Regions from separate parts of the Macaca mulatta genome. Here region 1 is linked to region 2. The links are chromatin contacts, called in public Hi-C maps. All regions are on one chromosome and are shown on one strand. Each heading gives the region's core, a stretch centred on a gene start, on an enhancer-like site or on the middle of the called end of the contact. The rest is flanking DNA. Distances are from core to core; before and after follow the strand shown. Region 1 holds the start of XRCC2 (X-ray repair cross complementing 2). Region 2 holds the start of LOC106997723.

What was found. A called contact is a pair of places that touch in the nucleus more often than the background predicts.
Region 1: a Hi-C map of fetal cortex germinal zone shows a contact between it and region 2, with 2.6 times the contacts expected there. The contact joins the promoter of XRCC2 here to the promoter of LOC106997723 in region 2. A contact is called at or near these places in 2 of 14 Hi-C or Micro-C datasets (cortical neurons and fetal cortex germinal zone).

The regions. Positions count from the first base shown.
Region 1 is chr3:192,103,084-192,109,397 of T2T-MMU8v2.0, forward strand. It overlaps XRCC2 (X-ray repair cross complementing 2), which reads right to left and starts at 3,636. Exons shown (of 3, transcript XM_001108141.5): 1 at 3,477-3,636. The coding sequence starts at 3,515.
Region 2 is chr3:191,878,458-191,885,003 of T2T-MMU8v2.0, forward strand. It overlaps LOC106997723, which reads left to right and starts at 3,048. Exons shown (of 3, transcript XM_077998197.1): 1 at 3,048-3,064; 2 at 3,239-3,320; 3 at 3,376-4,609. The coding sequence starts at 3,048. The coding sequence ends at 4,275.

The sequences.
Region 1 (6,314 bases), core at 2,386-4,885, 230 kb after region 2:
TTTTAAAGAAAAAAAACATGGCATGCTGTGCATAGCAACCAAAACTGGACACACTTCCCATTTTTTATTTACCAATTATTTTTAAACTCAAGGCATATTACCATTCTTGAAAAAATGCAAAGTACACCATTATTTAACAACTATACGCAAATGAAGCCATTTAGTGGATGATACCAAACTACTGCCCAAATCACTGAATCTTTTCTCACAATCTCAATGAGACATAAAAGTAAAAATCCGATTGCTACTATGCAAAGGTAAAAATAGATTGTCTATTGTAAACTGTAGTCAAATGCTTGTCTTCTTTAAATCAAGGGCGCATATGTTCTCCACTCTCCACCTGGCTTACCAAAAACTTCATCCCTAGAATCTGCTAAAAATATATTCGTTTTTTTTGAGACCGAGTTGTGCTCTGTCACCCAGGCTGGACTGCAGAGGCGTGATGTCGGCTTACTGAAACCCCTGCCTCCCGGGTTCAAGCAACTCTCCTCCCTCACCCTCCCAAGTAGCTGGGATTACAGGTGCCCACCACCACACCCAGCTAATTTTTATTTTTAGTAGAGGCAGGGTTTCTCTCTTAACTCCTGACCTCAGGTGATCTGCCCACCTCAACCCCCCAAAGTGCTGGGGTTACAGGCATGAGCCACCACACCCAGCCTAAAAAAATATTCTTACAACTTTATTTTCTTGAAGACCCCGTATGAAATGTATTTTCCCTGATATTCACAAGAAAGGTTAACTATTTTATTAGGTTCTAATTCTAGCGAATTAAAATTTTAAAGGAGGCTGGGCGTGGTGGCTCATGCCTGTAATCCCAGCACTTCGGGAGGCCAAGGCCAGGTGGATCACAAGGTCAGGAGTTCAAGACCAGCCTGGCCAACATAGTGAAACCTGGTCTCTGCTAAAAAAAAAAAAAAAAAAAAAAAAAAAATTAGCCAGGCAAGGTGGCGTGAGCCTGTAGTCCCAGCTACTCAGGAGGCTGAGACAGGAGAACTGCTTGAACCCGGGAGGCAGAGGTTACAGTGAGCCGAGATCGTGCCACTGCACTCCAGGCCTGGGCGACAGAGTGAGACTCTTATCTCAAAAAAAAAAAAAAAAAAAAAAAAAAAATTTAAAGTAGCTTATTTCAGTTTCTTGGGTTAGCTTATGGCTTCAGATATATTCGTCAACACAATCCCTCCAAGTAAACTCAAAGTAGATGAATGTGCAAAGCAGCTAGAGTTCAAACAAATTTGGCAGTGGCCACACAGTTCCCCAAGACACTTAAAGTGAAAGAGGCTGGCTTAACGGGTTTTGTTAATAAAAAGGAAAACAGAGCAGCGCCAATCGCCTAGCTCCTAGTCTCCATTCCACCCCACTCTACTCCAGAATAATATGAACTAGTTTAGGATTGCCACACAGACAAGGTAGGCAAATGATATGATGTTAAGTTCTTTGTTCCATGACTTAACTGTGCTACACTCCCATTTTTTGGATGTGAGGCTTGTTCTGATGGCAAAAATCATCAGACCTTAACCTGGGTTTCAAATAATCATTTAAACATAAGGTTTTGGCAGGGCGCAGTGGCTCACACCTGTAATCCCAGCACTTTGGGAGGCTGAGGCAGGCGGATCGCCTGAGGTCAGGAGTTCCAGACTAGCCTCGCCAAAACAGGGAAACCCCATCTCTACTAAAAATACAAAGGTTAGCTGGGTGTGGTGGCACATGCCTGTAGTCCCAACTACTTGGGAGGCTGAGGCAGGAGAATCGTTTGAACCCGGGAAGCAGAAGTTGCAGAGAGCTGAGATTGCACCACTGTGCTCCAGCCTGGGAAGAAGAGCAAGACTTCATCTCGAAAAATATATATTTATATATAAAAAATGTGTTTTTATATATTATATACTTTCTATATATTATATATAAATATATTTTTAAACATATATATATATGATTTTAACTGTAGCCGTTCTTATACTAAGCAGTGGCTCTACTTTTTAGGAACAGGGATTGTCAAACTATGGCCAGAAAGCCAAATCCAAAACACAAAGCTTTCTTGGAACGCTGCCATGTGCCTTTATCTATGACTGCCTTCCCATTAGAACAGCAGAGTTGAGTGGTTGTGACAGAAACGGCATGGCCTGCAAAGCCTAAATATTTACCATATGGCCCTCCACAAAAAAGTTTGCTGACTCTTTTGAGATTGCTTCCTCTCTCATCTACATAAAAGATCCTTCAGGCCAGGCGCGGTGGCTCAAGCCTGTAATCCCAGCACTTTGGGAGGCCGAGACGGGCGGATCGCGAGGTCAGGAGATCGAGACCATCCTGGCTAACACGGTGAAACCCCGTCTCTACTAAAAAAATACGAAAAACTAGCCGGGCGAGGTGGCGGGCGCCTGTAGTCCCAGCTATTCGGGAGGCTGAGGCAGGAGAATGGCGTAAACCCGGGAGGCGGAGCTTGCAGTGAGCTGAGATCCGGCCACTGCACTCCAGCCTGGGGGACAGAGCAAGACTCCCTCTCAAAAAAAAAAAAAAAAAAAGATCCTTCATACCCTGCCCACTGCTGAGCGCTAACTTCCCAACCTATTGTCCCTCACTCCCTTTGTTCCAATTTTACAGAAACAGTTGCAGTTATCTAAATAAGCCATGCTCTTGCTTAATTCAGAATCCATGTACTCCCCACTGTCTCCGCTCTGAATGTCATCCCCTCCTTGCCAAATCATTTCAAATGGTCCTTGGAACTTCAGTCATCTCCTCCTGCATCTTCCATGATGCCCGCCCCTCTAATGCACAACAAACTTTTGTGCAATACTGTAATTCTTACAGCAGCCTCCCTTACTAGTTATTTAATGGCAGAAGTTGTCTTTTGTTGCTTACTCCTATCCCTTAACCCGTAGTTGACACACAGTAAGCGCTGGACACTTAGTTCAATTCTTGAGAGGCCTCCATCGGCTTGTGTGGCTCTGGAGCTACCTGGGCTGGAAATGAATACTGGGGGGTCGCGAGACCCAGATGCCCTAAGCAGAGACACGTGGACTACAGGGAGGTGAGGCAACCTCCGCAAACACCACCTGTTCCAGAAAAGCTCCAAATGCTCCAACGGGCGACCCCTCTCTTTTCTAGCTTTTCTTGCATAGCTTGCCACTTCCAACAGTAATCTGTGACGGGTTTTTAGACCATCACTCTTGGGAGGAGAGACCTCCTATGTTATATCGATCTGGGCAGACAGCAGGTCTTCCAAACTATCCAGAAAGACTTCCTCCACCTCCGCCCGGTCCTCGCACCTCGGAGGACTCCAGGTTGCCCAGGGGCGGACCCCTGGGGCCCAGGTGAGAGGTGGCAGAGGGTGCCAGCATCGCCGGTGTCCAGGCCGAGAGCCCGGTCCCAGCCTGGCCAGGCCGCGCCGCCCCAAGCCTCCCAGCCCCCCGGGTTCCCTCGGCTCCCCTGGCCACCTGCGGCCTTGTTCCCATCTCCCTCGCTCCCAACCCGGCGGCTCTCACCTCGGTCCCAGACTCAGCCCTATGGAAGTCACTACACATCGCCCCGAAGGCTCGGCGCAGGAGACACTCAACTTTCCCGCCACCAACGCCATTCACCAACGGCGCAGACGCCACTGCCAGTCAAACCAGCCCACGCGCGCGCGTGCGCACTGTGCCAGGCCGCGCCGGGAGGCGGGAGCATGCGCAATAGGGTGTGCGGGCCACCACCGCCCCCAGTTCCTGTGACGTCAGACTCCCGCGGCCCCCGTGGCGCTCTCCAGCGTCTCCTTGGAGACCGGGCAGGGGTGGCGGGGACAGCTGGTGCTTTGCTTTTCTTCCCTGTTGTAAACTTTGGTTCGTTATTATTACATTAGGTAAAACTGACCTTATGTACTTAATTTGTTTAACCTTTAAAAATACTTGTACTGCACAAGCAGGCCCCTTTGTCCGTTCTCGGGTTAAAAGCCTCAGGCTGTGTGTGCGATTCCTGGTTAATTCTGGAAAAAAAGAGAAAAGTATACTATATTTAAAAGAATTTTAAAAATATACCGGGCCTGTGGATTTATCAAGTTGCTTTTTGAGGTGGGCAGGAGGATCACTTGAGGTCAGGAGTTCGAGACCAGCCTGGCCAAAATAGTGAAAAACCCTGTCTACACTAAAAATACGAAAATTAGCCGGGCATGGTGGCTGGCGCCTGTAATCCCAGCTACTCAGGGAGGCTGAGGTAGGAGACTCGCTTAAACCAGGGAGGCAGAGGTTGCAGTGAGCCGAGATTGTGCCACTGCACTCCAGCTTGGGTGACAGAGAGAGACTCTGACTCCAGAGTTACATGCTGGAGAAAGAGCATGTAACAATGAAGTATTTCTCATACATAATATTAAAGTTGCTCGTTTTGTAAGTTAGAATGGTTTTGGTTGCAAGTCACGGAAAACCCAACTCTTATTTACTGAAACAAATGGGCTTTACCGGGTGACATCACTAGAAGTCCAAGGGTAAGACAGGCTTCAAGTTTAGTTTAATTGAGAGGCTTGATTAGGCAAACAAGTACCTCATTTCTTTTTACTTCAGATTCATATTTTCTACCTTGGCCTCTTCTCTACCTAGGGTTGCAGACCCACATCTGAAACATTAACAACCATCAGGAGTGAGATTGGTCTGGTTAGCTTAGGCCTGAGCCGTGTGCCCCACTTCTTTTTTTCCTTTTTTTTTTTGAGACTGAGTCTCGCTCTGTCACTCAGTCAGGAGTGCAGTGGCGCGATCTCGGCTCACTGCAACCTCTGCCTCCCGGGTTCAAGTGATTCTTCTGCCTCAGCCTCCCAAGTATCTGGGACTACAGGCACACCCCACCACGCCTGGCTAATTTTTGTATTTTTAGTAGAGACGGGGTTTCACCATATTGGCCAGGCTGATCTCGAACTCCTGACCTTGTGATCCGCCCGCCTCGGCCTCCTAAAGTGCTGGGATTACAGGCGTGAGCCACTGCACCTGGCCCCATGTGCTCCACTTCTATCCGGAATACAGACATATTCTTTCAAAGCACATAGGCTCTGTGGAAAGGTGTGCAGAACAGTGAATGACAACAATAACAACAAATTGTGAATCACTAACAAGAGGAGTGAGAGTGGATGCTTGGGAGGCCACCTCTACCGTCTTTTTTTTTTTTTTTCCTTTTTTCCCTTTCCTATGGTGCCGAACCACCTCTATCTTCATTATGCCCTCTGTAATGAGGATATGTGTGTACCAAACCACATATGTAGGTCAACCCCCTCGTCCATTCCACACACTTCTATACAAAGTAAATATTTCCTCACATAGTAAATCAATATTTGAGAAAGGAGACTTTACAATTGAATAGCTGCTCTAGGCTAAATTAGTTTTTCAGTCTCCACACTGTTCCTAATGAAGACGACATGTCAGCTGAACTAGTTTAGTCCATTAAGTGCACACCTGTTTGTGTGAGCACAACATGGTTTTGAAATTACTTCAGTTTTAATGCTCCAGAAACATCCCTTCTTGTTTAAAAGGATACTTGAAGCGCTCTCAGAAATTGCTGGTAGACATGAAAACATACGGTCTTTTTGGAAAGGAATTTGGCAATATCTTTTTTTTTTTAATTAATAGAGATGGGGTTTCGCCATGTTGCCTAGGCTGGTTTATAACTTCTGGGCTCAAGTGATCCTCCTGCCTCCTAAAGTGCTGGGATTACAGGCATGAGCCACTGCACCTGGCCGAAATTGGCACTATCTAACAAAATGATGCATTTATTAACTCTTTCACTCAGCAATCCTAATTCTAGGAATTTAGCTTGAAGTCATATTTCCAACATTGCAAAAACATGTATGCAAAAAAGCATATTGCAGCATGGTTTGTAATTGCAAAATCCTGGAAATGGCCTAAATGCGTATACGTAGGAGAGTGGTTGAAAACAATATGGCACTGCCACAAAATGGAGCACTATGCAGCTGCAACAAAGAATGGTCAAGATCTCTATACATGTGTAAGGAATGATTTCCAGGATATAGCATTAAGTGAAAAAGGCAAAATGGGAAGGGGTGTCTACAGTTTGCTAGCTTTCTTGTAACAAGGGAGGGGGAAAGAAAAAGATACACATGTCTCTGCTCATCTGGGTAAAAAGAAACACAGGAAGAATACATGAGAAACAAACAGGATTCTTTATCTACAGAGGGTGGATAAAAATAGGTTGGAAAAAATAGAGGATGAAAATAGGGTAAAAGAGATGGGGTGAGGGATACTTCTCTACATGTAACTTTTTTTGACAGCTCCAATTTTTTTTTTTTTTTGAGTCAGAGTCTTGCTGTGTCACCTAGGCTGGAGTGCAATGGCACAATCCTGGCTCAC
Region 2 (6,546 bases), core at 1,798-4,297:
AGCTCTGAGGAAAACAGGGTGATATGATAGGGAGCGGTGAAAGGTACTTTAGGTACGTACAATGTCAGAAATGCTCCCCCAGGCCAGGCGAGGTGGCTCAAGCCTGTAATCCTAGCACTTTGGGAGGTTGAGGTGGGCGGATCACTTGAGCCCAGGAGTTTGAGACCAGCCTGGGGTTTCACCATGTGAAACCCAGACTCTACAAAAAAAAAAAAAAAAAAAAAAAAAAAAAAAGGAAAAGAAAAAAGAAAAAAAATCGGCTGGGTGCCATGGCTCACGCCTGTAATCCCAGTACTTTGGGAGGCCAAAGCGGGTAGATCACCTGAGCTCAGGAGTTCTAGACCAGCCTGGCCAACATGGTGAAACCCCATCTCTACTAAAAATACAAAAATTAGCTGGGCACTGCGTAGGGCGTTTGTAATCCCAGCTACTTGGGAGGCAGAAGCAGGAGAATCGCTTGAACCCGGGAGGTGGAGGTTGCAGTGAGCCAAGATCACGCCACTGCACCCCAGCCTGGGTGAAAGAGCAAGACTCTGTCTCGAAATAATTAAATTAAATTAAAATTTTAAAATTAGCCAGGTGTTGTAGTGCATACCTGTAGTCCCCACTACTTGGGAGGCTGAGGTGGGAGGATCACCTGAGCCCAGGAGGTCAAGACTGCAGTGAGCCAAGATTGCACCACTGCACTCCAGGCTTGGCAACAGAGTGAGACCCTGTCTCAAAAAAAAAAAAAAAAAAAAAAAAAAAAGAAAAGAAAAAAGAAAAAGAAGCCAGGCGTGGTGGCTCATGCCTGTAATCCCAGCACTTTGGGAGGCCGAGGTGGGCAGATCACTTGAGGTCCGGAGTTCGAGACCAGCCTGGCCAACATGGTGAAACGCTCTCTCTACTAAAACTACAAAGATTAGCTGGGTGTGGTGGCAGGCACCTGTAATCCCAGATACTAGGTAGGCTGAGGCAGGATAATTACTTGAACCTGGGAGGCAGAGGTTGCAGCGAGCCAAGCCTGGGCAACAGAGAGAGACTCCATCTCAAAAAACAGAAAAGGAAAAGGAAAGGAGGAAGAAACAAAGAAATGAAGGAAGGAAGAAAGAGAAAGAAGAAAAGGGAGAGGAGAGGAAAGGGGAGGGGAGGGGAGCAGGGAAGAGAGGAGAGGAGAGGCTGGGCCCAGTGGTTCATGCCTGTAAGCTGAGGTGAATGGATCACCTGAGGTCAGGAGTTAGAGACCAGCCTGGCCAACATGGTGAAACCCTGTCTCTACTAAAAATACAAAAATTAGCCGGGGGTGGTGGCACATGCCTGTAATCCCAGCTACTCAGGAGGCTGAGGCAGGAGAATCACTAGAACCTGGAAGGCGGAGGTTGCAGTGAGCTGAGATCGTGCCATTGCACTCCAGCCTGGGCAACAGGGCAAGACTCGGTTTCAAAAAAAGAAAGAGAAAGAAACAAAGAAAGAGAAATGCCTCCCCAAGGTGACAGATGAGCGAAGCCAGGTGAGAAGTCTAAAGAAATTCAAGTACAAAGGCCCTCTGACAAAAAGGTCTTGGCAGAAACGTGGTCAGTGCGCTTGCTGCATTGAAACTGCTCCTGTAAGCCAGGGATCCTATAAGGTAGGCCTTGAATTCCATGGTGGGGAGCTCGGTTAGGACCCCCACGATAGGCAGGAAGGCAGCTGGAAAGAGCAGTTCTGCCATTCTTCCGGATATATTAATGAGCCATGATGGGTCGTCCTGGTGGACCTCTGGAGTCTGAGCTGGGTCCACGTTTGAGGTCTCCCACTTTAGTGACCCTGGGAAAGTTACTTGAGTCTCCTCATTTGAATAGCCAAGGGTTTCTCGTGTTTGATGCCAAATGCCTTGGGCGGGGATTGGCTCCAAACCTCAGCCTCATCAGTCAGTCAATTTATCCTCACATTCAAGAGCAGCCATTTACAAAACGAGTTCAGAAAATTAAAAAAAAAAAAAAATACAAATTTTAAATCGTTAGAATACTGCATAAACAAACTAGAAGTAGGCCGGGTGCAGTGGCTCACGCCTGTAATCCTAGCACTTTGGGAGGCCGAGGCGGGCGGATCACCTGACATACGGAGTTCGAGACCAGCCTGACCAACATGGAGAAACCCCGTCTCTACTACAAATGCAAAAATTAGCTGGGCGTGGTGGTGGGCGCCTGTACTCCCAGCTATTTGGGAGGCTGAGTCAGGAGAATTGCTTGAACCCGGGAGACGGAGGTTGCAGTGAGCCGAGATCGCGCCATTGCACTCCAGCCTGGGCGACAGAGCGAGACTCCATCTCAGAACAAACAAACAATAAAAACAAAGTAAAAGTAGATTCCCCAGGCAAAGCTGATAATATTGCTGGGATAATCGACTTTGTCACTACAGTCTCACTTGGTACTTTAAGAAACTCCATCTTGATCCTAGGTCTGGGTTGATCTGGGCGTTCCTGCTAATTTTGTGTTTTAAAAACCTAAAGCAATAAAAATGTTGATATTGACATTTATCATTTTTATCCTCGCCCTCTGCCTTGTTTTGCTGGGAGATCTGTTCCACTTGGCTGAGTTTAGAGAGGGCGGGGAAGCGGGGGAGAAACCGAGGCGCAGGGTGGAGAAAGGGAGAAAAGCCTTGCAGACTGAACACACGAGAAAACCTGGAGAAGGGATTCGCTGTGCTTATTTCAGGGAAGAAAACCGAGAAGTGAAGCACAGAGGGGTCAGGTTCCGGGAGCAGCGGGAAGGTTGCAGGGGGCCCCAGGGCAGGTCGTGGAACTCAGGCAGCGGCACCGGGGGCCCAGTTCAGGCCGCAGGGTGCAGCCGGGCAAGACCGCTCGGGCTGCCGAAACGGGAGGAGATCAGAAAAAGGAGACATGGAGAAAAGGAAAGGAACAGGAGCAACACTCGGGAGGGAAGGAAAGAGACCGAGACAGAGGAACACCCGCAGCCGAGCAGCCAGCCGGGCTGGGCGGGGAGAGGGGGCTGCGGAGGAGGCGGGGCGCCAGGCGGCGCGAGGCCAATGAGAGGGCGGGCCGGGGCGAGGGCGGGGCGCTAGGCGACATGAGGCCAATGGGAGGGTGGGCCGGGGCGAGGGCGGGGCATTAGGCGGCGCGAGGCCAATGGGAGGTCGGGCTGGGTCCTCTGGGCTGAGGCTGGGTGCCAGGCGGCGTGAAGCCAGTGGGAGGGCATGTTGGGGCAGGGGCGGGGCCCCAAGCCAATGGAAGGGTGATACCGAGGGGGCGGGGCGCCAGGCGGCGAGAGAGCCAATGGGAGGCAGAGTCGGGGACCGCGGGCCGTGGGCCGCCCCGCGAGGGGAGGGAGACCCGGAAGGCGGTGGGGGCGGGGAGTGGAGCTGACAACCTGTCAAATCCACTTTGGGACGAACTAGGTCACGCGCTTCCCGGGCCGGGCACCCCCGCCCGCGAGGCCTGGCCGCGGTTCCTTCCTCTTCCTGCCCGCGGCGGTGGGGGTGGGGCGGGCCTCGGGACACCTGCCTCCGCCGCCGGCCGCCGGCCTCGTGCGGCTTCCCGGGCGGCTCCGCCTCGGCCGTACACCCCCGGCCCGCTCGCGGCGGGTGGAGCCGTGGTCCCGCGGGCTCAGCCGCGCTGTCTCCCTGGACACTGGGAGCCCCGCGCGGCCTCGCGGGCAAAACCTCTGGACTCCCCGCACCCCCGACAGTCTCCGCGCCGCTCCTTCTCGCGCGCGACCGTGGACTCGTCCCCGCGGGCCCGGGTTGGCAGAAGCTGCGGGGGCCGGGGGCGCACTACTTGGCGCGGAAGGGCCAGCGGTGGGCGGAGGGATCCCCGGCCGCGGGGTGAGCCGCAGGGAGGGGTCGGGAGGAGCCGCAGGGGAGAGTCGGGAGGAGTCGCAGGGGGGAGTCGGGAGGAACCTGGCGCCCGCACCCACGCGCGCCGTGGTCACCTGTTCCCCGCGGGAGCCCGGCCGCGCTCGGGGGGAGGCACGCTCGCAGCTGGGGCTGCCGCTTTGTGCCCGTGGAACCGCGGGGAAGGCGCAGCGCTCTCGGGTCTTCCTGGCGGGTGGTCCTGCACTTTCCCACTCTCTGGTACGGACCGCCGCGATCTGTTTCCAGGCAGAGGAGAAGACGTCAAAGACTCAGACAGAAGGCAGCGTGAATCCAGGGCCCGGGATGCAGGGTTTGCTGGAACGCCAGCCGGTGCGATCGCGCCCCTGGGATTCCGCTTGGCCCGCGCGTCCATTTCCCTGCACGGTGGACTCAGTAAAGCCGGATCTGTCCAGCGCTTACAGCGTGGAGGTGGAGGCGGACTAATCAAGCAATGCTCTGTTATTATTTCTACCCATCCCCTTTTCTCCATGCTAATTTGCTTAGAACTTTAACATCGAATGGACAGCAAATGTCATGTTGTTTAATTTTCACTCCTTGACCGTTATGTTAATTTCTCTCCCGAACAAGGTGACGCATTGTTTTAAGTAACAGTGATCAACTCATGTACTCTTTTTGCAAATTGTATGAATTGAAGGGTAAAATGTGGGAAAACGCTAAATTTGAATGCTAAATTTGAACATTTGACACAATATTTTGAAATGCTTCTTTGCAATATTATGGCATTTCGGAACAGATTAAAATATTTCATTTTCAGACATTTCTTTGGTCAACAAATACTTCTTGAACGTTTATATGCAAAGCAATGCATATAACATTTTCATTGCTTTACAAGTGTATTTATCAGTAAAAGAATTTTCTTTTAAATTCTAGCCTTCATTTAAATGTATTTTAGTTATCACATTGGGAAGAAAATAAAATATTACTGTGTACGGAATGTACAGACATGTTTTTATATTTACAAAAAATAGTCATTAAGAAAGAAAATATGGCCGGGTGCTGTGGGTCACGTCTGTAATTCCAGCATTTTGGCATGACGAGGCAGGCGGATCACCTGAGGTCAGGAGTTGGAGACTAGCCTGACCAAAAAGGTGAAACCCCGTCTCTACTAAAAATACAAAAATGAGCCGGGGCGTGGTGGCGGGCGCCTGTAGTCCCGGCTACTTGGGAGGCTGAGACGGGAGAATTGCTTGAACCCGGGAGACGGAGGTTGCAGTGAGCCAAGAGTGTGCCACTGCACTCCAGTCTGGGCAACAGAGCGAGACTCCGTCTCAAAAATACATATATACAGGTATCTATATATAGAGATATCTATATAGATATATAGGTATATACAGATTATAGTATATATAGGTGTCTATATATAGATGTATATTCCTTACATTCAACATAAGAATGAGCTTATTCATAATTATCTGTAGTATTATTGCACTTGAAGAACTACCATATTGATTACATTTATAAATACTATTTATAAGTATTGAAATAGAAGTATTTTAAGTAGAAATTAAATGCAAACAAAGCAACAAAAAGAGGCCTTTCATACATGGTTATTGGCTTTTCATTGTAGCCAGTTCTTACTGCCAGCTAATTTTCCAAAGGGAATCGTTGCTTTCTGTTTTGACCAATTGGCAACCTATACAGTGCTAGAAACTCTTAGCCCTCATTGGGTGTATAAATATATATCTTATTTCAAATGTTTTGTTATCTATTCCTACTGGAGGTTGTTTTCTTCTCTCTTTTTTTTTTTTTTTTTTTTTTTTTTTTTTTTTTTGAGACGGAGTCTCACTCTGTCACCAGGGCTGGAGTGCAGTGGCAGCATGTCAGCTCACTGCAACCTCCGCCACCCGGGTTCGAGCGATTTTCCTGCCTCAGCCTCCTGAGTAGCTGGGATTACAGGCGCCTGTCACCACGACCAGCTAGTTTTTTGTGTTTTTAGTAGAGATGGGGTTTCACCATGTTGGCCAGGCTGTACTCAAACTACTGACCTCGTTATTCAGCCGGCGCTGCCTCCCAAAGTGCTGGGATTACAGTCATGAGCCATCGCGCCTGCCCTCTTTTTTCTTTTTCTTTTTCTTTTCCTTTTCTTTTCTTTTCTTTTTTTTTTTTTTTTTTTTTTTTTTTTTTTTTTTTTTTGAGACGGAGTCTCGCTTTGTCGCCCAGGCTGGAGTGCAGTGGCCGGATCTCAGCTCACTGCAAGCTCCGCCTCCCGGGTTTACGCCATTCTCCTGCCTCAGCCTCCCGAGTAGCTGGGACTACAGGCGCCCGCCACCTCGCCCGGCTAGTTTTTTGTATTTTTTAGTAGAGACAGGGTTTCACCAGGTTAGCCAGGATGGTCTCGATCTCCTGACCTCGTGATCCGCCCGTCTCGGCCTCCCAAAGTGCTGGGATTACAGGCTTGAGCCACCGCGCCCGGCCTCTTTTCCTTTTCTTTTCTTTTCTTTCTTTCTTTCTCTCATTTTGATCTTAATACCCACTAAAAAGATAAAACTACGAGTGTTTTTCTTCAGATCACGAGATTGTCAATAATGGAAAGTCAACACTGCCAAATCATGAGAATGAATTGCATATCATTGTACAAAAAATGAATACTGGAAATTAGCTCCTCGATCTATTATATTACCATAATAAGAAAAACTAAAGAATTAAAAAATTAAATAAAATGCAATCCTAAATTATGCTGCAGCCAGGCAAGGT